Linked DNA regions of Mus musculus: region 1 is linked to region 2. A link is a contact called in public promoter capture Hi-C data. All regions are on one chromosome and are shown on one strand. Each heading gives the region's core, a stretch centred on a gene start, on an enhancer-like site or on the middle of the called end of the contact. The rest is flanking DNA. Distances are from core to core; before and after follow the strand shown. Region 1 holds the start of Trim63 (tripartite motif-containing 63). Region 2 holds the start of Ubxn11 (UBX domain protein 11).

What was found. Capture Hi-C pulls out chosen DNA fragments and counts their contacts.
Region 1: a promoter capture Hi-C map of pancreatic islet shows a contact between it and region 2. The contact joins the promoter of Trim63 here to the promoter of Ubxn11 in region 2. A contact is called at or near these places in 4 of 39 promoter capture datasets (the 3T3-L1 cell line, 3T3-L1-derived adipocytes, liver and 1 more), 3 of 484 Hi-C or Micro-C datasets (cerebellum, cerebral cortex and myocytes), 2 of 115 datasets of contacts at active chromatin or transcription factors (microglia and pancreatic cancer cells) and 3 of 9 other capture datasets (adipose tissue, liver and pancreatic islet).

What each region holds. Positions count from the first base shown.
Region 1 is chr4:134,312,517-134,318,870 of GRCm38.p6, forward strand. It overlaps Trim63 (tripartite motif-containing 63), which reads left to right and starts at 2,604. Exons shown (of 9, transcript NM_001039048.2): 1 at 2,604-2,866; 2 at 3,871-4,043. The coding sequence starts at 2,708.
Region 2 is chr4:134,098,487-134,104,674 of GRCm38.p6, forward strand. Ubxn11 (UBX domain protein 11) reads left to right here and starts at 4,097. Exons shown (of 15, transcript NM_026257.3): 1 at 4,097-4,162.

The DNA.
Region 1 (6,354 bases), core at 1,354-3,853, 210 kb after region 2:
GCCCAGGGTGACCTTGAACTCAAGTCCTCCTGCCGAAATCACCATGCCCTTTGTTTCAAAGACCTCCTTCTATAATCTTGTTGGGACTGGTTCCTCCTCATCTCCCTTTTCCTGAGACTGGCCCCTCTACTCTTAGGTCTCCCCCTAAGGTTTTTTTATTCCCTGGGGTTGGGTGGAGAATTGAACCTAAGTCCTAATCCCATATGCTAGGCAAATGCTCAATCACTAAGTCGTATCTTTGGCATTCTTTTTCTTCTAACCCCCTCTAAAAAGGACTCATTTATTTTTATTCTTCATATGGATGTTTTGCACGCATGTATTTCCATGCACCATGTGCAGCCAGAAGTCGTATCAGATCCCCTGGAACTGGCGATACAGACAATTGTGAACCACCATGTGGGTGCTGGGATTTGAACCCGGGTCCCCTGAAAGAGTAACTAGGGCTCTTAACCTCTGAATTATCTCTCCAGCCCCTACTATTTTAAATTTTTCATTTATTTTATTTTTATGTGTATGAGTGTTTTGCCTTTATGAGTGTATGTGCATCATAAGCATGCAGTGCCAATGCTGGCCAGAAGAGGGAGCCAGACTCCCTGGAAGGGGAATAACTGTTGTGAGCTGCCATGTGGATGCCAGGAACTGAATCCTGGCCTTCTGCTCTGTCTTTTTACTTTTAAAAATGCATTTTTCAGCCGGGCGTGGTGGCGCACGCCTTTAATCCCAGCATTTGGGAGGCAGAGGCAGGCAGATTTCTGAGTTCGAGGACAGTCTGGTCTACAGAGTGAGTTCCAGGACAGCCAGGGCTATACAGAGAAACCCTGTCTCGGAAAACCAAAAAAACAAACAAACAAAAAAAACGAAAAAAAAAAAAACCCAAAAAACAAAAACAAAAACAAAAAAAAACAAAACCAAAAAAACCAAAAAAACAAAAATGCATTTTTCAAGGAGGAGGTAGTTTAATCCCAGCACTTGGGGTGGGGCAGAGGCAGGTATTTACACAGCAAGTTCCATGACAGCCAGAACTACACCAGAAACTCTGTCTCTTAAAATCTAAAAGACAGGGGCTGGTGAGATGGCTCAGTGGGTAAGAGCACCCGACTGCTCTTCCAAAGGTCTGAAGTTCAAATCCCAGCAACCACATGGTGGCTTACAACCATCCGTAATGAGATCTGACTCCCTCTTCTGGAGTATCTGAGGATAGCTACAGTGTACTTACATGTAATAAATAAATCTTTAGGAAAAAAAAAATCTAAAAGACAAACAGAAAAAAACAAAACAAAACTTATTTTAATACCTGTTATTTTGGGGTGATGTGGTTTGTGGTGAGGGGTAATGTATAGTGTCAGTATTTTGTTATTTTGTGATAGGGTCTCATGTAGCCCAGGCCAGCTATGAACTCCTGCCTCTGCCTTCTAAATACTGGGGTTATTGGCATGTACCCAGCATGCCTTGCTTTACCTTTTATTCTGAGACTACATGATATCACTATGTAGCTCAGCATGGTCTTATTTTATCTGAGTACACTATTGCTCTCTGCAGACACACCAGAAGAGGGCATCAGATTCCATTACAGATGGTTGTGAGCCACCATGTGGTTGCTGGGAATTGAACTCAGGGCCTCTGGAATAGTCAGTGCTTTTAACCACTGAGCCATCTCTCCTTAGACTTTGTATCCTCTTGCCTCAGCCTCCCGAGGAGGAGCTGGGAATATAGACTTGCAGATCATTGGCTCTTAGAGCTCTGATCACTCCTGTGTCAAGAGAGCTGTATATTCCAGCACCTGGTAGGCTCTTCCTGGGGCCCAAGAATGAACGTGTATGCAGAGAGTCCAGTGGAGCCTCTGGCAGACTTCCGGTTGTCTGGGCAGGGTCTGAGGCAGCACAAGGGTGTTCATGTTTGTCTCCTTTCGGGGCTGTGAGCATGTCAGTGCAGGGAAGACAGATGAACTTGCCAAGACAAGTTGTCAGCCTTGGCAGCAAGCCCCTTTACCACTGAGCCATCCTGCTGGCCCTCAAGAAAGCCTTGCCAGCCTAAGTTCAATGACTGGCTGAGGGCTGTCAGGGTGGGCTGCCCAACATGGAGTCTCAAAAGACTCTACTGAAATGCTTGACTGGAGTCTGAGGCAGGAGAAAGGGCTCACAGAAAGGGCTATCCCAAGGCCTTAGAGCTGTTCAGAATCCAGGAGGGGAACAGATTTAGTTTGATACAGGAGTGCTGGTCTTAAATGCCAGCCCCAACCCCGCACCCCCACCCCCACCCCCAAACCCAGGTTCCATTCCCTTACTCCCAATTGACTGGAGGGGCGGGGATGGGGCAGGGGCGGGGAGTGGGGGTGGGGCGGAGACCAACTTCTGCAGGAAACTAGGGTATCTGGCTCTCCCCTGAACCTGGCTCTGAACAGTCTGTTCTTGTTTACGACCCCCACGGCAGGGCAACAGCGATTGCTCATCCCTGCATGTGATCTGAGAGGGCCAAATCTTTGAGGCCTGGAGGAAACTCAAGCCCTGCCAGCAGCCTGGCTGCGGAATGCTCAGCTGGTCCCCTCCTGGGGCTCATGTGACAGAGGTGCAGCTATAAATATCAGAGGGGCCTCAGACCAAGACAGAAGTCGGGGGTCAGGGGACGAAGACAAAGAGGATCCGAGTGGGTTTGGAGACAAAGACTTGGTGTGACGCAGGTGGGCGAGACAGTCGCATTTCAAAGCAATATGGATTATAAATCTAGCCTGATTCCTGATGGAAACGCTATGGAGAACCTGGAGAAGCAGCTGATCTGCCCCATCTGCCTGGAGATGTTTACCAAGCCTGTGGTCATCCTGCCCTGCCAACACAACCTCTGCCGGAAGTGTGCCAACGACATCTTCCAGGTCAGTGCTAGGCAGGGCCCCGGACCTGGAATCCCCACCCCCTACCCCTGCCCCCAGACCCCCGACAGCTTCTCAGACGCCCCTCCCTCTCAGCCTAGGACACTTCAACCACTTGCTCCATTGAGAAGCTACAGAGACCCCCGGGAAGGGCTAGGGCTGGGGGTAGGGCTGGGGCTAAGGGGTAAAGGAGCGGCTGGGTCCTTCTCTACCCATCTAGTCCCCACCCTGCCCACGGCTCCGCGCTCTGCCTGGACTGCTCGCTCTTGGTTCCCCAGTCAAGAGTCAAATACCTCAAGTGATAAGACGGGAGCTGAGTAGAGAGAAGAGAAAAACCAGGCCCTGCCTAGGGCAAGAGCCAGCTCCAGGGTGGCAGGGGGCCCAGACTTTGGGAGGAGGGTGGCGAGAAGAACATGGTCACAGCAGCATCTCAGAGGCTGCGTGCTCCAACATGGGGGCAGAAGGGACTCCATCTTCCTGAGAAGGGAAAGGGAAGAGTTGAGGCGTTGCACTGGGAAGAGGGTCCGGAGCCACGACAGGAAATGCGCTTCCAAACTCAGGACTAGTTGCATATGCCAATAATCCCAGCAAACCTGAAACCTGAGGCAGGAGGATTGCTAAGAGTGTAGTCTGTGCTACCTAATTAGCTTGAGATAGCAAGACCCTACCTCAAAAACAAAACAAAACAAAATTTAAAATAATATCCTAGGAGCTGGCTCTAATTCTAAGACCTGTGGTATCAGTGGTAAACTGAGGCATAGAAAGATTACAGTTGCTTGTCTTAAATCACATGACTTGAACTCATGTTAGCTGGTACTGATCCTCTTGCCTGTTTGAGTGCTTCAACCAAGATACTTCACCACATGGGTGGGCTAGTTCTAGGTCAAGGCCAGGAACCGGTGGGTGCCCTTTGGTTTGGCCAATGTATCTGGAGCAACTGGGACAAGGAGAACTGAGACTGGAGAGGGTAGGAATGCCGGCCTCATCTTTGCCTTGGCTGTCTGCAGGCTGCGAATCCCTACTGGACCAACCGCGGTGGCTCAGTGTCCATGTCTGGAGGTCGTTTCCGTTGCCCCTCGTGCCGCCATGAAGTGATCATGGACCGGCACGGGGTGTACGGCCTGCAGAGGAACCTGCTGGTGGAAAACATCATTGACATCTACAAGCAGGAGTGCTCCAGGTCAGTGTGCAGCCGAACGGCCCCGCCTCTTCCCCAGGCCCCTCCCACATCCAGGAGCCTACAGCTGCTTTCACCAGCACAGAGAGCCAGCACCCTCTACCGCAGACAGAACCTCAGCTCTTGAGTTCTGGGTATACTGGGGGCGTGAGAAAGCGTCCTCAGAATAGGGTGCAGGGGGCTGTGTGTGTGTGTGTGTGTGTGTTTGCATTCATTGTAGAGATTGGTCCTCACTAGGTAAATGCTCTACCACTGAGCTACGTCCCCAGGGATGGAGCCTTGACATGTAGCTCAAGCTGGTATCAACTTGAGATCCTTTTGTTGTTTCTCAATCTCAGCTTTAAAAATATATTTATTTATTTTCTTTTGCTTACATATAGGTGTGTATGTGTGTGTGCACACACATGCCTGGCATCTGTGGGTATACCAGAAGAGGGTACTGGGTCCCTGTATTAGTCAGGGTTCACTATAGAAATATAACATACAGTATACACACACACACACAGACACACACACACTCAAGTTGTGTAGTCCACAAGGCTGGATGTCTCAGCTGGTCTTCATTATATGCCAGAGTCCCAAAAGAATAGGCTCTAATGCCGGTGACGGAACAGATTTGCTAGTGAGAGAGAGTGAGAGCAATCGGGCAAATAGAGAGCTTCCTTCTTCCATGTCCTTTATGGTGGCTGCCAGGAAAACATGTGGCCCAGATTAAAGGTGGGTCTTCCCACCTCAAAAACAAAAAAAAAACAGACAAACAAACAAAAAACCGATCCAAATTAAAAGTGGGTCTTCCCACTTCAAATGATTTAATGAAGAAAAAAAAAATTCCCTAACTAGGCAGTGGTGGCGCATGCCTTTAATCCCAGCACTCAGGAGGGAGAGGCAGGTGGATCTCGGTGAGTTTGAAGCCAGCCTGGTCTACAGAGTGAGTTCAGGACAGCCAGGGCTACCAAAGAAGAAACCCTGTCTCAACAAACAAACAAACCCAGCCACTTGGGTTTTTAGTTAATTCCAGATGTAGTCAAGTGGACAAGATTCAGCTATCACAAACGCCCTGGAACTAGAACTGGCTGTGAGCTGCCCTGTGGATGCTGGGAACCAAACGCAGGTCCTTTGCAAGAACAGCGAGCTCTTAATTACCCACCCATATCTCCAGCCTTCTCTCTGAACATCCTACACTTCTTTGTTACATTGTGTCTCATGTCCCTAGCACACAGCACTACAGACGGACATTGTTGAGCCCAGGCACAGTGGCATATGCCTGTGATCCCAGCTACTTGGGAGTCTGAGGCAGGAGGATCTCAGTTCCAAGGTTCACCCAGGCAACACTGCAAATGCAGGGCCTGCCTGGATAGCTCAGAAAGATGCTGATTCATAGTAAGAATATACTAAGGAGACTAAGGGGCTGGTACGGTAGGTCAGTGGTAGAACTCCTATCTAACACAAGGTTCCGTCCAGGCCCCAGGCTCTTCCCCAGACAACTCATACATATACACTGAAAAAATGTTTCTACTTATTATTGTTATTAATGTGTGGTGTGGGTGTGAGTGCACACCAGCCATGGCCCATGTGTGGAGGTCAGGAAACAACTTTGTGGAATCAGCCCTCTCCTTCTGCCTTTGTGAGTCCCAGGGAAGGAACTCTGGTTGTTAGCCTTGTGCTGCAAGCACCCTCATCTCCTGCGCCATCTTCTCAGGCCTCAGATGCCTATTTTGGGTGGTGATGATGATGACAAAATTTATAGTATATTCATGTTAGCCTAATGCTAATGCCTTCCCTGGGCATCGCCAAGATGGTGTGGTGCCAGGGAAACCCCCATCATGATGGCCACAGTGTGGGGTTCCTGGGCTCAAAGATGAAAAAAACCAAAACCAAGTGTTTGGAAAGAGGCTCCTGAAGAGGGCAGAAAAGCCTGGCGTGACCAGCAGGGCTGTGGGAGGGGCCACACGGACCTGTGGGGGATGCTCACTGTTGGAAGTGAATTGCTGTAAGGGACTGGGGGGGCAGGGGGGAGTGAAGACACGGCAGCCTATCCTAAAGGAATGGAAGATCTAGTTAGCCTCAACTCTAAAACCCCCGTCTAGAATGGGAAACAACTGATGTTGGAAAGCGACATCCCAGGTACCCTAGTGGAGGAAGCCATAAAGGGAGAAGACAGAAAGAAGGAACTCTGGGGTCGGCTAGATGGCTCAGTGAGTAGAGGTGCTTGAGGCCAAGGCTGATAACCAGAGTTCTATCCCCTGAGCCCACATAGTGGAAGGAGAGAACCAACTCCTTCAAGCTGTTCTCCAACCTCCATGGATGCCGTGTG
Region 2 (6,188 bases), core at 2,847-5,346:
GGTTGCCAAACTGAGAGGAAAAGTCCCATTTGACAGATGGGGAAACCGAGGGCAAGGCAGAGGCAATACTAGAACTACAGACTAGACTTCTCAATGGCTGTGCTCCACTGGACACTTTAACGTCTGACTTCCTAGCCTTGACAAAGCAGGAGTCTGTCCACACACCCCATGCCTCTCCTCACAAATTGAGACCAAATTTCCTTAGCTTGATGGTCAGCCCCCCTCCCCCGCCAGCCTTCTTCCTTATTGCCAGACCTCATTTGGTAACATCCTCTACTGCCCAGTGCGTACCACTTCCTAGCTGGCCCTCCCCCACACTTGCCTGGCTGCCTCCGGCTCTCTGACACCTCTGCCCTTCCCCGGAGAAACTTTCCACTTCCTCTGTGAAACTCCCTACGAGATGGCTGTGATCTTCACACTTCAAGTGCTTCTTTGGCCGCTGTGAAGATGACTGTTTCCTGAGCTGGTGTGTAGCCCTGCAGAATGCTTCCCTAGAAGGCCAAAGGCTTGGTTTTCCAGCCCGGCCACACGTAATTCCAGGTGTGGTGGTGCAGCCCTGTAATCCCAGCATTGGAGAGGATTAGAGGGTCAAGGTCATCATGCTTGGCTACATAGTGAGGCTGAGACCAGACTGAGCTACATGAGACCTTGTCTCAAACAAAACAAAGCAATAAAAGACTGTACCTTTTTTGTGTGTGTGTGATCTGACCTAGGACTTGTCACCTCTCCAACCCAGTAGAGCATTGAACATGGGACCAACTGGTGTCAGGTGCTACATCCACTCCAGTAGTGACAAGCATGACAGGCCCCAAAAACCTGGGAGCTGTCCCGAGGGGAAAGTTCACGGAAACTTAGTCTCCTGGAACGGTGGTGTCCTGTATAACGAATGCTCCAATGTCCTTGCTTTACTGGTAAACGGATCTGAGTGCTTTCCCTTAATATTGAGGAACCAGAGTAGATACTTAGAACTATAGATAGCTGAGTTATACCCATACACCGGAATTTACAATGGCTTAGGGGGAAGTTGGACTATACAAAAGACTAGACTAGGAACTATGGCAAGGGCACAAAGCTCTTGCCCCTGGCTTCTAAGATTAAGTGGACCTTAGGTGGAGCTGTTTTTTGTTTTGTTTTTTAAAGATTTATTTATTGTTATATGTAAGTACACTGTAGCTGTCTCAGACACACCAGGAGAGGGTGTCAGATCTCATTACGGATGGTTGTGAGCCACCATGTGATTGCTGGGATTTGAACTCAGAACCTCTGGAAGAGCAGTCAGTGCTCTTACCCGCTGAGCCATCTCTCCAGCCCAAGAGGTATGATTTAATAGCACCATAGAGCACTCAAGCTATATCTTTGTTGTTACTGCTGTTTTTGAGACAGCCTACCTGACAGTGTAGCTCAGGCTGGCCTCAAGCTTCTATTAAGGTAAATCACCCATCCATCCATCCATCCATCCATCCATCCATCCATCCATCCATCCATCCACCAGCTCACCCATCCATCTGTCCATCCATCCATTCATCCATCTACCCTCCTATCCATCCATCCATCCATCCATCCATCCAACCATCCATCCATCCATCCATCCAACCATCCATCCATCCTTTTGTTCATTTACTCTTCAAATTTACTTATACTTACCAGCTTGGGCAAGATAAAGGAAGAGGGGACCCTCCCCTTGAGGACTTCATAGGCCTGTACTAGGGCAGGGTGTCTATAGGTCACAAAACTGGATGGGAAGGTGACCATGGCATCGGGCTGTAAAGTAGAATGTAACCCTGCTTAAGAGAAGGGAGAAGGCCCAGAGCTGGTATCGCTAGGGTTTGAAGGAGAAGCAATGGAAGGTGTTCCAGAAGAAGCCCAACACTCGGGAGGAGCTTGCTGTTCCTGGAGCATGAGGAGGGTGGAGGGCGGGACTTTGACTATAGAGGCTTCAAGTATCCTAAGCTGGGGGTGATGGGCATTCATCAGAGGTGGGGGCTGTAAGGGTGGCAAAGGCGGAAGAGGAGGAGTACAGAGAGCACAGTTGTCTCCTCAGGGACTCTGTGGGCTTGAAAGACTCCCTCTCTCTGCTTCCTTCCTCCCAGAGCTGCTAGCTCTCAATAAACTCCTTAGCCCCAAAGGAGCCATGTCTGCTAAGCATCTTTCAGTTAATGAGCTAAAAGTCAAGTAGATTCTGTCCACCCAAGAACAGAATTCTGCTCAAGCCCTGGATGGGGTAAAGAGGCAGCCAGAGGAGCTACATCCCAGAAGTGAAGAAGGAGTCCTGGGTGGTGTGGAAGTTATGTAGACCCATCTCCAGGGGCTCCTAGCATTCAAGGCTGGAGACCCCAGAAAGTTTTCCAGGGTCTCTAAGATGGTACATTGAGTGACAAGGGCTGAGAAAGTAACCCTGAGGAGAGTTTAGCGGTGGTTCTCAACCTTCCTAAGGCTGTGACCCTTTAATCTGGTTCCTCTTGTCGTAGTGAGCTCCAACCGTAAATTTATTCCATTGCTACTTCATAACTGTATTTTTGCTACTATCTAATATGCAGGATATCAGGTATGGGGCCCCAAACTGGGTCACAAGCCACAGGTTGAGACCTCTGGATTAGAGTCTTCATGTTTTTCTTCTTCCTTTTTTTTTTTTTTTTTTCCAGACAGGGTTTCTCTGTGTAGCCCTGGCTGCCCTGGAACTCACTCTGTAGACCAGGCTGGCCTCGAACTCAGAAATCCACCTGCCTCTGCCTCCCAAGTGCTGGGATTAAAGGCATGTGCCACCATGCCCGGCTCTATGTTTTTCTTTTTCTTTGTGTTTTTTTAAAGACAGGGTTTCTCTGTGTATCCCTGGCTGGCCTGGAACTCACTCTGTAGACCAGGCTGGCCTCGAACTCAGAAATCCACCTGCCTCTGCCTCCCAAGTGCTGGGATTAAAGGCATGTGCCACCATGCCCGGCTCTATGTTTTTCTTTTTCTTTGTGTTTTTTTTAAGACAGGGTTTCTCTGTGTATCCCTGGCTGGCCTGGAACTCACTCTGTAGACCAGGCTGGCCTCAAACTCAGAAATCTGCCTGCCTCTGCCTCCCAAGTGCTGGGATTAAAGGCGGGAGCCACCACACCTGACCTGGTTTTGTTTTTCTAAACAGGGTTTCTTTCTGTAGCCTTGGCTGTCCTGGGGCTCACTCTGTAGACCAGGCTGGCTTCGAATTCAGAGATCCTCTTGCCTCTGTCTCCTGCTGGGATTAGAGACAAGTGCCACCACCACCTGGCAAGAAATATTTTGAAAACATCTATAGAGGTGTTTGATAAGTACTTTGCATTACCCTCCTAATGGCCAATCCCAGCAACCTTGTCAGGTAGGCCGTATTTTCATTTTACAAGCGAAGAAAAGGAGATGTGAATGTGCTCAAAGTTACCCTGTCTGTACAGGTGAGGACCCAGTGCAGTCCTAACTAAAGTATCTCTAGTACTTTGGTGCTATTAGGATAATTTTAGTTTTCAGTTAATATCTATTTGGTCACTTATTTCGTGTTGCATCTGGACAGTGCTCCTGCAGAAATCGGAAGACAGATCCAGGAGCCGTTTTCTCCTGCCATGTGTGACCTGATCGAACTTGGTCTTCAGCTTGGTAGTAAGACCAAGACTTAGTACCCGTTGAGCCATCTAGCTATGAGGCTGAGGGAGGGGAAATTACTCGTCATACTGGAAGTGAAGGGTCACCCAATTATTCTACTTAGGAACTAGAATTAGAACTTTCCTGCAGTGCATCATCTAGTCCATAAATTAGAGGGGGGAAATGAGATTTAAATATTTATTAAGTCACCTGCATCATTTCCATTCATCTTTGCATGATCAGGTGGGAAAACAAAGGAAACATGATTTCTTCAAGATCAAATAGCACAATATTGACAACGTCGGGTTCAACATCTTCAGGTCTAGAGGCTTCTAGGGACCAATCTCTTGAACTCAAGACCCGGCCTCAAGAACGCCCTCTGACCTCTTAGAGCGGTGCATTCTGGGATTTGAAGTCTCACGTGCAACCCTATGCCCGTCTTCACTGCCCTCTGGTTCGTTAGAGAGCCTCTCGGAATTAGCCAATGAGAAGTGCTCGGGTCCTGGTCGCCTGGGAAACCCCGAGACAACAAGATGGCGGCGCCGCGGGACGGCTCGCTGGCCCCGTGGTGAGTGCCATCTCCGGGCCTTTCTGCCCCGCTAAGTCTTCCCGCAGGCCGCGGCCCTCGTCCTGACTCCGAGGGTCGGCGACATGCATGACTTGGCTCAGGAGGGAAGTGGGGACCATACTCACCGTGTCCGCGCGTGGAGGCGGGACAGGCGGCGGAATCCTGGGGCGGGCTTTGGGCGCACTAACCTTCTTAGTGCCAACGTGCCCAGCAAAGGATTAGGAGGATGTCGCGCAGCTATCAGGCTGTCGCCTGGTGTGTCGAGTGATAACTGCCTAGGGCAGCACTCAGTTTGGTCCTTCAGATGAAGAAACAAAGGACACGTTTGTAACCCTCACCGGAGGCGACAACCGTATCTTTACAGACTTAATGGGTTGTGACATAGGCCTGCACTCTATGTAGGGGCCGAGGAGAGAGGACTGGAGTACGAAGCCTATCTGGCTACATTGCGAGTCCCAGGCCAACCAGGGTAAATCAGCGAAACTTTACCTTAAATTAAAAAAAGTAAAATAAAACAAAGCCAGGAGTGGTGGCTCACACCTTTAATCCCAGCAAAGTTTGAGGCCAGCCTGGTTTAACAGAGTGAGACTCTTGTCTCAAAAACAAAAAACAAATAACTAAACAAAATAGAAGCTGGGCCTGGTGGTCTGCAGACGTGTAAAGCTACTCAGGAGGCTGAAACAGGCGGAGCACATGTTCAAAGTCAGCCTGGACTTTAGAGCCAGTTCAAGGCCAGTGGGGGCAAAGACCTTTATATATATTATATATTTATTATTATCATTTCATACATATATGTGTCTGCATGTGTGTATGTGTACCACATGCATGTCTGGTGTCAAAGGAGGCCAGAGGAAGGCATCACCGTCCCTGGAACTGGAGTTACAAGAGGTTCTGTTCTGAGCTGCGATGCAGTTACTGGGAACCAAACCGAGGTTCTTCAAGAGCAGCAATTGCTCTTAACCTCTGAGCCATTTTCAAGCTTAAGACTTTATTTCAAGCTGGGCATGGTCGCGCACGCCTTTAATCCCAGCACTTGGGAGGCAGAGGCAGGCGGATTTCTGAGTTCCAGGCCAGCCTGGTCTACAGAGTGAGTTCCAGGGCAGCCAGGGCTATACAGAGAAACCCTGTCTCGCTGGTTGAGGCCAGCCTGGGCTACACATTTTGGGCTGGTGAGATGGCTCAGTGGGTAAGAGCACCCGACTGCTCTTCCGAAGGTCAGGAGTTCAAATCCCAGCAACCACATGGTGGCTTACAACCATCCATACGAGATCTGACTCCCTCTTCTGGAGTGTCTGAAGACAGCTACAGTGTACTTACATATAATAAATAAATAAATCTTTAAAAAAAAAAGAAAAGAAAAACTAAAAATAAATTTAAGGGGCTGGAGCGATGGCTCACCAGTTAAGAGCACCGACTGCTCTTCCAGAGATCCTGAGTTCATTTCCCAGCAACCACGTGGTGGCTCACAACTATCTGTAATGGGATCCGATGCCCTCTTCTGGTGTGTCTGAAGACAGTGACAGTGTACTCTCATATATAAAATAAATAAATCTTCAAAGTCAATAAACAAATTTAAAGGGACCGAGTGTCTTGCTCAGCGGTAGATCCTCTCAGCCCCCAGTGCCAAAACAGCAACAAGAAAATATCTCTGGCCCAGGGGAGCGAGAAGGCACAGTGGTGCCCAGGAGAAATCCCCAGACTGAAGGCACTAGCTAGGTCTTATCCACAGGGCCCAGGGCTCACAGGACGGGCAGTGTAAAAGCTCCCGAAGAATTGTCCTGTGTCACAGGAGAAAAGAACCCACAGCAGAGACAGGGTGGCATTTGACCTGAAGGGTTTGGGAGCTGATAGAATGGAGAGAGGCTAGAGAGAGGAAAACGGTGCCCTTGGGTGATGGGTCCCATGAAGAAGGGAAGATGGAGGAGGTGAGTCTCTGGGGCAGTGATTTTTCTGTGGTGGTTTTACTGATAACAGAATTGATACAGCCCGCACATCACTCTGCACTTTGTAAATTCTAGTCATTTTT